Linked DNA regions of Mus musculus: all the other regions are linked to region 2. The links are chromatin contacts, called in public HiChIP or PLAC-seq maps. All regions are on one chromosome and are shown on one strand. Each heading gives the region's core, a stretch centred on a gene start, on an enhancer-like site or on the middle of the called end of the contact. The rest is flanking DNA. Distances are from core to core; before and after follow the strand shown. Region 1 overlaps Gm38809 (a long non-coding RNA gene). Region 2 overlaps Gm32328 (a long non-coding RNA gene). Region 3 overlaps Gm31686 (a long non-coding RNA gene).

The links. HiChIP or PLAC-seq counts read pairs in DNA pulled down with a chosen protein or histone mark.
Region 1: a contact with region 2 is called in an H3K4me3 HiChIP or PLAC-seq map of pro-B cells, with 3 times the contacts expected there. The contact joins two enhancer-like sites. A contact is called at or near these places in 1 of 484 Hi-C or Micro-C datasets (liver), 5 of 115 datasets of contacts at active chromatin or transcription factors (the 230-238 cell line, bone marrow-derived macrophages, embryonic stem cells and 2 more) and 2 of 9 other capture datasets (embryonic stem cells and embryonic trunk).
Region 3: an H3K4me3 HiChIP or PLAC-seq map of pro-B cells shows a contact between it and region 2, with 5 times the contacts expected there. The contact joins two enhancer-like sites. A contact is called at or near these places in 2 of 15 datasets of contacts at CTCF or cohesin (large pre-B cells and pro-B cells), 5 of 115 datasets of contacts at active chromatin or transcription factors (bone marrow-derived macrophages, embryonic stem cells, fibro-adipogenic progenitors and 2 more) and 1 of 9 other capture datasets (embryonic tail).

Annotation. Positions count from the first base shown.
Region 1 is chr6:50,978,555-50,982,226 of GRCm38.p6, forward strand. All of the region lies in intron 2 of Gm38809 (a long non-coding RNA gene), which reads right to left. Among named protein-coding and RNA genes, the nearest start is that of Gm38809, 9.8 kb to the right of the region's middle. RefSeq lists an enhancer at 2,517-3,672. Within about 2 kb of position 2,022, at least 48 of the 459 cell types and tissues checked have an H3K27ac peak or open chromatin away from gene starts, as enhancers often do. A contact at or near this core is called in pro-B cells, where this site is marked.
Region 2 is chr6:51,122,434-51,126,208 of GRCm38.p6, forward strand. Gm32328 (a long non-coding RNA gene) reads right to left here. Exons shown (of 4, transcript XR_377663.2): 4 at 2,314-3,384. Among named protein-coding and RNA genes, the nearest start is that of Gm32246, 18 kb to the right of the region's middle. Within about 2 kb of position 2,223, at least 5 of the 459 cell types and tissues checked have an H3K27ac peak or open chromatin away from gene starts, as enhancers often do. A contact at or near this core is called in pro-B cells, where this site is marked.
Region 3 is chr6:50,937,882-50,941,504 of GRCm38.p6, forward strand. Gm31686 (a long non-coding RNA gene) reads right to left here. Exons shown (of 4, transcript XR_377658.3): 3 at 839-1,085. Among named protein-coding and RNA genes, the nearest start is that of Gm31686, 4.7 kb to the right of the region's middle. Within about 2 kb of position 1,675, at least 17 of the 459 cell types and tissues checked have an H3K27ac peak or open chromatin away from gene starts, as enhancers often do. A contact at or near this core is called in pro-B cells, where this site is marked.

The DNA.
Region 1 (3,672 bases), core at 772-3,271, 140 kb before region 2:
CCACAGTGCCTGACCACCCCACCAGTTCATGCCCAGTGCTTGGTGACAGTCTGATCCAACTGATGTCCTTGCTGTATCCAGCTGTTCTTCTTTCCTTTCTGGTTACTTTTCTTTGAAAATCTAAGAGGCCTCAAGCCTTGCCCTGAAAGTCACAAAAGCAGAAGCAGATCCCAGACAGCTCCTTTCTGGTCTCCTTTGCAACCCTGCTTAGTTGTTTACGCCTTGCACTCAGATCCTTCACTTTGTTCCAGCCCTTCCTGTGTTCTGAGTGTGACCTCAGAGTGCTGGATGGTTTTTATCCCTGAGCCGGCTGCTGTGCGGGGGGGTAACAGCACCCTTGTGATTTAATCAGAATCATGATGTCCCAGTAATCTCTAGGTCTGCCTTTTGTAGTAAATATTAACCTTTAGAGTGCCAGAGACAATGGTGGTCCACATGTCTAGAGTTTTTTTTTTTTTTTTTTTTTTTGTAGGAAAGAAAGAAAAAGTTACTGGTGGAAAATCATCTCAAGTTTGGAAGGTATTTCATCTGAATACACCAGTGTCATGTGGTTTAGGATTTATAGGGTTAATGCTTTCTCAGCCAAGAAAAACAAAAAAACAAAAAAACCAGACCATGGCTAAAACCAGACCATGGCTAAAACCAGACCATGCCCTTGGTGGGCTGGTGCTCTGACTGTTGATAAAATGTGTTATCCAAACCACAGCATCACAGGAAGCTGAAAAGTGACTTCAAGATCGAGAGACCTGGGTTCAGATCTAAACAGGCCACATGCCCTTCTCCTCTTGAGACTCAGTGCTCCCAGTGGTATAAGAGCTGTCTCTGACTTGAGAATGTTCGTGCACGTCGCATCAGCTAATACTTGGAAAGCACCCAGGGAGAAGACCAAATATGTGGTCAACTCAAGAAATTAGAGCTTTTTTTTTCTATTGTTTTCTTAAAGAAAAGGAGCTGGTTGTTTGGCTCTTTCTGTCTACACAGTACTGAGAAAAACAACATTAGCTGAGCTCACATCAGATTGTTATGGTAACTGTTGTGAGAGAGGCAACCACATAACATGTGCTCTAAACCAAGACATCTTGAGAATGAAATATGTGATATTAATCATTACTACAGGGCATTTGATAAACAGGTATTTTCTGAATCAGTGTACCAGTTTTTATGGAGGAGGAAAATAAATTTTATGGAGGAGGAGTGTGAAGTGACTTAGCAAAGCTCACAGAAGCTAATAATAAAGGACAATCCTGTGGAATTCTGGTGTCCTTAGTAAGCACAGGACCCATTCTCTTCTGTCTCTTCTCCTGAAAAGATCTCACATTGCCATCTCTCATCTTTGACTGTAATTTGAACCAGAACTAAAGAGTCTGTGTAGATCAGTCTTCTACAGGAACAGCTGCCAGCTGTCTAACTTTAGCCCCTCATGCTGCTTCTCTGAGCTATTTTGGGTTTTCTGGTTTTGTTTTGTGAAGCAAGAGTCTCAATCTATATACATCAGGGTAGTCCTAAACTCATAGCAACAGTCCTGCCTCCCACGTAGGCCACCATGCCTGACCAGGCCATTTTCATTTATTATTCACTTGTGGCTTGAGAGCCAGAGGGGTAAAGCAAATGCCTCCACCTTCCACAAAGGAAGTTCCTTTATTTTTGCGTTTGCCTACTTATTTTGTGTGAATGTGCACATGCACGGCTGCAACATACATCTGACTTTCATGTGGAGGTCAGACAATAACTTGCAGGTATTTGTTCTATTATTCTACAGTGTGAATCTTGGGGACTCTAACTGGAGTTGTCAGGCTTGCTGGCAATCATTGTAGCACACTGAGTCACCTCTCCAGCCCACGGAGATCCTCTCATCTCACTCTGAGTTATTCTCTACTCTGTTTTCCTCTGAGCCGCTGGTCCACCTTCAGTTCTTACCCAGGGCATCCTTCCAACCATTTCCCCAAAACATCACACCAGGACCTACTTAGGTCTCCATCCCCTGTACATTGCACACATGATTGCTCATCTTTCGTCCCTGATGCGTGCAGGACACATATGAGTCATGAACTGCTCTCACTTCTGGTGTTGAGTTATTCAGGCATGCAAACCCTGCCTGTTGCAGAATGGAAGTTTAGAGACAACTGCTCCAGAAGATCTGAAGGCACAAGGCTTCCCGGGGACACCATCAACTTCTCTCTCTAGTGAAGCGCGTGTTTTCCATCCACAGTCCCAGGAAAGTGGAACTGGATGAGCACAGCTTCTTTAGGCTTGTGCTTTTGTATATCAGTGTCATGGTTCTGCCCTACTAAGCCTTTTTGCCTTGAAAACGATAGCACAGTTATCTGCACACATCTCTCTGCACTTTATGGTCTGGTGTTCCCATAAAGATGACAGGCAGAGCATTTCAGAAGCCTTGGGTTCTCAGGCCATTTCCTGTGGAAGCAGAGAAGAAGGCATCAAAGCAAACCCTGACTGAGTCTCACTCTGCCCCATCATGCGGTTGGTTCAAGAGCGAGCAAGACAGTTTCTGGGGCAGCAGTGAAGCTCCTAGAACTAGTGAGCAGTAGCTGCTGGAAGGCTCCCTTGCTACTCTTAGGAGCTGGCCCAACATCCTTCCCACTCTCCATGGTGTGTGTGTGTGCTCTGCACATGGGTTTATCTCTAGGCTTAAAATATGTGGGAATCTGTCCACATCTCTGATTAGAAGACCATCTTCCAAAGAAGCGACTCTGGCATTTAGATGGCAAGCTGCATTTACTTAGAAGCCAGTTGAAAACAACTGAGATTAAGCCGGTGTGAGAAGATGCCAGTTTAAGGATGCCAGTTAGGGAAATGATTTGAATTGTGTGCTTAAAGACATGGACTGATGTCAGATCTGAATTCAAGTCCCATCCTACAACCCTGCAGCCGTAGGCAAATTATCTGACCTTTCTACCTCAGTTTCCTCCCCTATACATTAGGAATAGAGCCCTGCAGGCCTGGCTCTCCTCTAGTTGGGCACAGAGGCTCTGCCTCTAAAGCAAGATCTTGCAGCACTTCTGCAAAGAATGCATCAAAGACCCATAGAACCAAGGAGGGGGGAATCCTCTTAGGACTGTTAGGTGTCCCTTCATAATGACATCAACAAACAAGAAGTACTAACATATATGTCAAACATACATGAGATTGCCCATTTACTCTCAGCCACAGAGAGTCTAAGCTTAATGTGTTTAGAAAATCCTCAGGGCCCCTATGCATCTGGTGTTTGCCCTGCCCCCCTCTTTCTTTCACTCTACACTCCATCTGACAGCTAGAGGAGGCAGGGGGCTCAAGTTTCATGGCTGGGCCTGAGGCCCTCCAGGTATATTACAACTGGTCCATTTCATGTGAAATCTTCCAGCTTGACCAAGAGTCAGTGACCTCAAGCGCAGCCATTTAACCTCCATTACTTGGTTTATATTGGTAATATTTACATGGGAACTTGATTAAAGCTGACCTTTGGAGAAAACAGAATTCAATGTGTATTTGAAACCTCTCCTCTTTCTCCAGCCCATGTCAGGCGTCATCTGTTTCGCTTCTCCCCTAATTGGTGCACTGGCCTCCACTGTGTCTACCTCTCCCCGAGGGTTCTGCACTGCTTTCCGTTTGGGTCTGTGCCTTGTCGCCCACAAGCAGGCTTAGAAATCTGCAGGGTTAGATCCCCAGCTTGGT
Region 2 (3,775 bases), core at 973-3,472:
GAATAAGGAGGTGGCTATTCACCTCAACAAATCCCATTATTCCTTTATAACAATTTTGAACAGCCAAAATGTCCCAAAGATTTACACAAACTGCACTTTTATGCCTCTTTGCTGAACAAATCAAAGAGTCAAAAACGGTTACAGGATGCTTTTACTTTAGAAAGACCCGTCTGTCTCTGGCTGCAAATATTAGTGAAGCCGAGGAGTAGTAGTGGACACTCTGAGCTTCTTGAATCTCTTGCTCCGGTTTGGGGCTTCAAATTGTGTATAATACTTTTAAAAGCACTTTATAAACCAGAAGCCAGATGGGTAGAGAAATTCAGAATGGAGATGTGTTCAATCCTAAAAACTCAGTGACAGCTACTGCTTTAGAAAATGAGGGTCCTTCCTAGACTGACAGCATTGGAAAAGGTTGTCTGTGGTGTGAGATGCTATTTGGCTTGAGAATGGCTCTCCCAAGGCTTGGAGTCTCCAGAGGGCCTCTTTGTACCTTTCATCCATAGCACAGGATGCCCCAATCATGTGACAAATGTGCCCTCAGCTCCAGCATTTCTTGGTGACATTAACAAGCGGCAAGGTTTCTTTCTCCTGTTTTCCTGGACCAAGCTGTCTTGAAGCCTGTGGCTAGTGCTCGGTAGCTGAGCTGTGCAAATCCCCCACAGTGCATCTATTACTTCCAGAGCACTTGTCCTTGACCTTTAATGGCTCCAGCCTTGGCTCTTAGCACGTTTATCTGCATCACAGTCATTTCCTCTTTCAACACCCTTCACATCCCTGCTCCTCAGCTGCCTGTGGGTCATCGTGAAGACTCCTGACAGGAGCCGTGTTCATTCCCCCTAAGTCAGCTCCTTGTTTTAAAAGATTCTTCTGCTCTCCCCTCTATCCTCCCCAAACCTCAAAGCAACTGTTTCCTTGGGTTGAACTAGTACTTTGGAGGCTTGCTGGGCATGCCTGTTTGTCTACTTTCAATGCAAACACATAGTTTTCCAGATTTCTTTGCAAAATATACCTTGCACGATGCAAAAAAAAAAGAGAGAGAGAGAGAGAGAGAGAGAAATAATACTTCCTTTTTTAATTTTAAATTATAATGCATGGCCAAACAACTACACAGAGTACACACACAAACACACCACACACACACACACACACAGAGAGAGAGAGAGAGAGAGAGAGAGAGAGAGAGAGAGAGAGAGCTAGCAACATAACTTTCTAAATAACTTGCTATCTTTGAGTAAAAGAAGCAAGATGATAAGATGATTTAAGATGAGTTTTTTTTTCGACTGTTAAGAATAAATTTAGATTTTTTTCTTTTTATTTATTTATGTTTAAATCTATTTACATTTCAAGTGTCACCCCCTTACCTAGTTTCCTTCCAAAAAACCCCTATCCCATCCCCCTAGTTCTATAAGGGTGTTTCTCTACCCACCCACCCACTCCCACCTCCCCACCCTCGATTCCCCTACACTGGGGCATCTATCGAGCCTTCATAGGACCAAGGACCTCTCCTCCCATTGATGCATGACAAGGTCATCCTCTGCTACATATGCAGCTGGAGCCCTGTGTACTCCTTGGTTGGTGTTTTAGTCCCTAGGAGCTCCAGGAGTTCTGGTTGGTTGATATTGTTCTTCCTATAGGGTTGCAAACCCCTTAAGATAAATTTTAATCTTTGACATTTTCCTTGACACTTTATTTTGAGCAAGAACCTTCTTTTTTTTCCTTTACCTTTTATGTAGAACAATATAAGAGCCTTCTTTTTTAAAAAAAAAAATATTAGTGTGAAGCTAAAATCAATTAGAAAGTGAAAATGCTTTAAAATAGAGCTGTGCCCATCATGACAGCTTGAAAAGCAAAACAATGTATTCAGTCTGTTGCAGGCAGCTGCAGGCTGACTACATTAACAAGTTAGTGCAGGTAAATGTATTGCCTAGTTTAGGGTAACTAGTCTTGTCCATATATGCATGTAATGTAAAGAAAATACATACAATTAAGAGCAATTCTGCTCTTTTGAAGATAAAAAATGTCAAAGAAAGATGTTGGCCTAGGACACCATACTTCACACATTCTCTTGACCCTTGACAAAGATGATGTTGGAAAGGGGGAGTTAAAATCTCACCAGAATGCATTAGCCTTTGGTCGCAGGGCTGAGTCCTGTTATAACTCCATAAAAACTGTTTAAAAAACAAATTTCCGCAGCTGCAGAGCACAGCAGCTTCCAGCCACAGACCTCTCTACAGCCCTGCAGTCTGGGTGAGTCCCCAGGGTGCCCACTAAGTGCAAGTCCTGCCTAAAGAACGTCTCTAGTGTTAACAGCCTGTTTTTATTATATATTTAAAAAAAAACTATTAGATGGCCACCAAAAAGGATTTTGAAGAAAATAGCCTTTGTTTTAAGAACGTCATCTTTTATTAAAAGTTTTATGGGGAGGGAAAGGAGAGACCTACAGCTGAGCGTGTGGAGTGGGCGTGAGATGGAGAATGCCCAGGAGAGGACCGAGCTTACAGCAGTCCTTCATCGGTGTCCTCACCACAGAGTGAGGTCAGAGCCCCCCATTTCCTGGGATGAGATACTCAGTAGAAACGGTTTTGGCCCTTACCTTGTGCCCCGGTGAAATTCTCTGTCAACTGTGTCTACTGGCCGCTATCTGTGGACTGTGCAGATCCAACCAAGTTTGTTGACTTGTGCCCTCACAGCACAGCCAAGCCTCTGCTATGTGAGGATCTGGCCTGAGCACACTGGAGGGATAGTCTTGGAAAAGGACAGAATGAACTTATAGGAAAGAGTAGCAAAGTCTACAGAGGGTGGTGGGTCTGAAAGAGCAGGGACTATGGCAGCCATTCCCGTGGGGTGCAGTATGCTCAAGTCATCTGTCTGACAAATAGTGGATAGATATCTCCCCATATCAAGTGGACATAAGATTTGTAAGGCTGGATGGAGCGGAATGGTATGGCCCAGCCCATCTCTCGATTCCTGTATTACGGTGTCAGGATATTTTCATTGGTTATTGATTATTTGGGAATTTCACATCATGCACCCTGATCACACTCATTCCCAGTCCTCCCAAGTTCACCCTCCTCACCTTTGTGACCCCCCTCAAAAGAAAAAAGAAGAAAAATGGCCACTTTGTGTTGCCTATATACTCTCAATGGAGCATGGTCAAATTCCCAAGGGCCAGCCCCTTAAAGAAAACTGAGTCCTTCCCCATTCACACCCCTACCAGAAGCCATCAATAATGGAGAGTTACACTGCAGGATTTTTATCACAATTCTCAAGAGTTCTCTTCAATGGCTTTCTGTCTGGGCTGTTACTTTTCGGAGGTGGGTGTTGTCGTTGAAGCCTTCTATGTTCCTTTTTATCAACTGTGAGTCTACAGTCATTTAACAGCACCTGTTACACATGGGGACAAAGGGCAGGTTGGTTGCTTTGGGGTCTCGGGGGTGGAGTAGTTTTTTTTTTTTCTTCAGCCTTCCTCACATGAAGTTTGTGAGGAATGAAGTACATAAATATGATTCTACTAAAGCAGCCCAGGAAGCCCTTACAAGACTTCAGAGCTCAGACTTGATAGCTGTTTCCATAAAAATATTTACAGGAATGTTAATGCTCGCATGCTGATATTCTGATGAGGTGGAAGGAGACAGAGGAAAGACCATAAAACCTGGAGTCGGAATTGGGTTTGCATGCTAAACATGCTCACTCATAAGCATTGTAGCCACCAAGCTGTCTTGTGGAGACTCATTGAGCGTCTCTGTCACGTGACCCAGGCAGGTCCCTGGGTTGC
Region 3 (3,623 bases), core at 425-2,924, 190 kb before region 2:
TTTTTTTCTAGCTGACTTCAGTTCCAGCCCAAATATCTATGGCTCCAGAATTTTTAATTGGTTAATTGTGGAAAAGCCAATGAATGGGGAAGTTAAAAGTCCCAGTCGAGTGCCAAGGTTTAGTGTGAGGCACATCATTCATGTGAGCATGGCACATCTTCCATAAAGCAGGGATGTGGCCACAATGCCTGCTCTGCTTCTAAAATCCTTTGGCCATTTTGCCACTGACATCTGTCCTTGGAATATTACGTGGTTTTCTTACAGATTCTTCCTAACTCAAACTCATCCTGACAGATGAACCAGGGAAGGCTGGTATTTCCAAAACACCTCTTGGTTAGTGTGAGTCTAATCACCTCCTTTCTCTGATTAAGGTTTGACCTAGCTACTCTCCGCCACTTCTTCTCAGGGCATCTATGGTGACTGCTCTAAGGTAGAATATCCCACACGTTCCATGCTCAGGGTCATTCTACCCACGCAGTGAAACTTCATACAGGTAGGACAGGCACAATCCATGTTTTGCAATGTACCATAGATCTCTGTGCCTCCATGTCCTCATCTGTGAAATGGGTACTATATTACTGACTATCACAGACTAAGGTGGCACTGAGTACACATCTCTGTCCCAGACACTGAGTAGCTGTCACTCTTCTGGTTCACAGAGCACACTCTAGAACTTAGAGTCACTTCTGAATTTGATCCCAATGTTCGTCTTGCTGTTTCATTTTTCATTTTCTAGCAGTCCAACATACATTCATTCCAACCCCCACCCCAAATACGGAGTTCAATATATGCTAGTTTAAACTTACAAATGTAAACAATTTATGAAGTGTATGCTTACCACAGGCCTGTATTTTATTTATGATCCAGTACTGAGTCCATCTCACGAACTATAATATAGTTATCATAAACTCGACAACATGTTGGTGGATCTTGCCTACTGGTATTTCATAGTTTCGTGTACACGTGTAATTTTGATTCATGGTATTTTCAGCTTACAATGGTTTTGTTGGGGACATAGTCCCGTTGTAAACCGAGGAGCATCTGTACTTGTGAATACGTTCTTCAGGCCTCTGCTGTAGCATTTCCTTAGGAAAAAAAAAGAAAAGAAAAAGAAAAAAAATTCACTTCTTCCTCTCTAGTGACCCCTGGTGGCCAGCATGGAAATGAACATGGCAAACAGTGTTAGATGTGAAGACCGGTCTCAGTGGCATTTTGAAACACCGCGTGTATCTTAGACAATGTCCTCCTCCTATCTCCCTCACACTGCTGCATCCCCTACACTGGGACCCCTCTCACACTCTAACATACTGCTGCCCATTCAATACCTACTGGCTACGTGCATTTACTGTGGCAGGTCAAACAATACCATCCTGAGAAATTCATGCAGATTCTAAAGACATCACATAGAGAGAACAATAAAATATGAAACATATATTTTATTATTTTAATTTGTATTGATTATATACTGAAATGATATACTGTCTGTGTCTTACAGAGTTTTTATCACCAGAGTAATTGTACTCTGTCATGCACTACTTTCCTGTGACACTTCTTGTCTTTAAGATTGGATCTGGCTATGTAAGCCTGGACTGATGAAGAACTGGGGTTGCAGGTGTGTACAAAGCCACCCCCTCCTTCTCCCAGGCTGGGGTTAAAACTAGTGCCTTGTGCATGACACGAAAGTCAGTTCAGCTAAACAAAGTCTTCAGTTCCCCTCCAGGGCACAGGTTTCTGACCAGGCTTCCAGGCATGGGCTCCCTCTTGTGGAGCAGGTTTTAAGTCCAATTAGAGAGTGCTTGGCTACCCCTATAATAGGAATTCCATAATTGCACATCTTGCCAGGCAGGTTGATCTTGTAGTTTGTAGGTTTCACATCTGGGTAAGAGCTTGGATGATCTTTCCCCTAACAGCCTGCGTAGAACTGTCTGGACTATGAAAGCTAGCTGGCAGGGAGAACAACCTCTTTAATGGCTGTATAAGTGTCACGTTTATGGGTGTATGTTCTCTATTCAGATAATCTGGGAATAAGCCATCGATTAAGCAAAATTGAACATAATACTTCAAAGCACCCTTTGCAGTTTCTGTGGCCACTACACCAGCTTCTGGCAAAAAAATAAATAAATAAAAAGATAGTCATAATTGTATGAGCAACATCCTTAGTGAACTCAGCTGTTTCTCTTTGCTCTCTCCTCATTCGTCAGGGAGGATTTTGATATTCATATCACAATTACAAGATAGAGTGATTTGGGTCCTTAAATTACATATGGAAGTTAACCTTTCACCTTGAACAGCATCCTAAGTTAAGAATAAATAATGATTGCATTAAGCCATGTGTGATCTTTTAAAGATGTGTTTTACTGTGTACAGGTATGTGTTGTCTGTCTGTGTCTACACATGGGCATGCATGTGCTCTCAGAGGCCAGTAGAGGGCGTCAGATCCCCTGCAGCTAAAGCTCTAAGCAGTCATGAGCTGCCTGTGACAGCAGAGCTAGGACCCCAGGAAGAACTCTTAACCTCTGAGCCATCTCTCTAGGCAAGCTAATGGAAATTATCTTAAATGATATTGGCTATTTGGTTAATATGGGTTTTTTTTTGAGATAAGTTCCTAGAAGCAGAATTGCAAAGTCAAAAGGTATATATGTTTTTAATGACTTTTGCTGAGAAATTGAACAGTCATTTTACTCTTATATTCCTTATGTAAAAGGCCAGGTAAGGCACTGAAGGTCGATTGCTCCTTGGTACCTTGAGGATGATAGTTCTATGCTGATGAATAATTCTGCTCACAGAATATACAAAAGAAGATGTTGCCTTTTAAGAATGATGGCTTTGGAATGGAGGTTTTTTTTTTTAACTGCATGAGCTGTGTAGGCACTTTCAAGAAATAAGGATTATAGAAAAGGGAGCAGCAAGTAGCTTGAGTGTGCCTGGGCAGAGCTTCAAAATTGAAGGGCGTTGGTTGTTATTGTGGTAGGGAGGCTCTGGTCCAGCCTGTCTGTCTGGGATATAACTCACACTCTGCGGATGGGCCACTTGGGCCACAGGCTGCATCTTTGAATCCATCTATGGATTCGCTCTGTAAATCTCACTACATACAGCTGGGCCAGGCTCTTTTCATCTATCACAAACCACTGCCTTTCGTTTGATAACGACATTTGGTCCTTTAAGAGACGCAGATGTTAGATGTGGAAGGGGTGAAGATAAGACCACAAAACTTTTAAGATTCCTCCCAACTCTGAGACTCCCGCATGAGAGGCTCTGCAAGGAAGTGAGAGAGGTTGCCTGGTGCCTGAGTCTGCTCTGGAAGAGATCACAGTGGCCTGCGAGCCACATTGCAATCCGCAGGGAGCAGGGCTCTCTGGAAGCCGGAACAGAATATCTCTCTGCTTTTGGCTACAGGCTACAGTTCTTTCATCTTAGACTCTAACTAAATCCAGAATCCTTTTAAATGGGGAAGACAGAAGTGGAATGTGTAGCTAAGCCTTCTGCCTGTTGGATTAGCCAAGGGAAGAGATGGGCTTTGGAGGCAAAAAGCTGTAAGCCAAAGCATTTTCTCTCCTTTTAAAAAAATTTTATTTGGACTTTTCTGCTCTTCTGTGGTTATATGGTCATCCTTAGGCTATAAA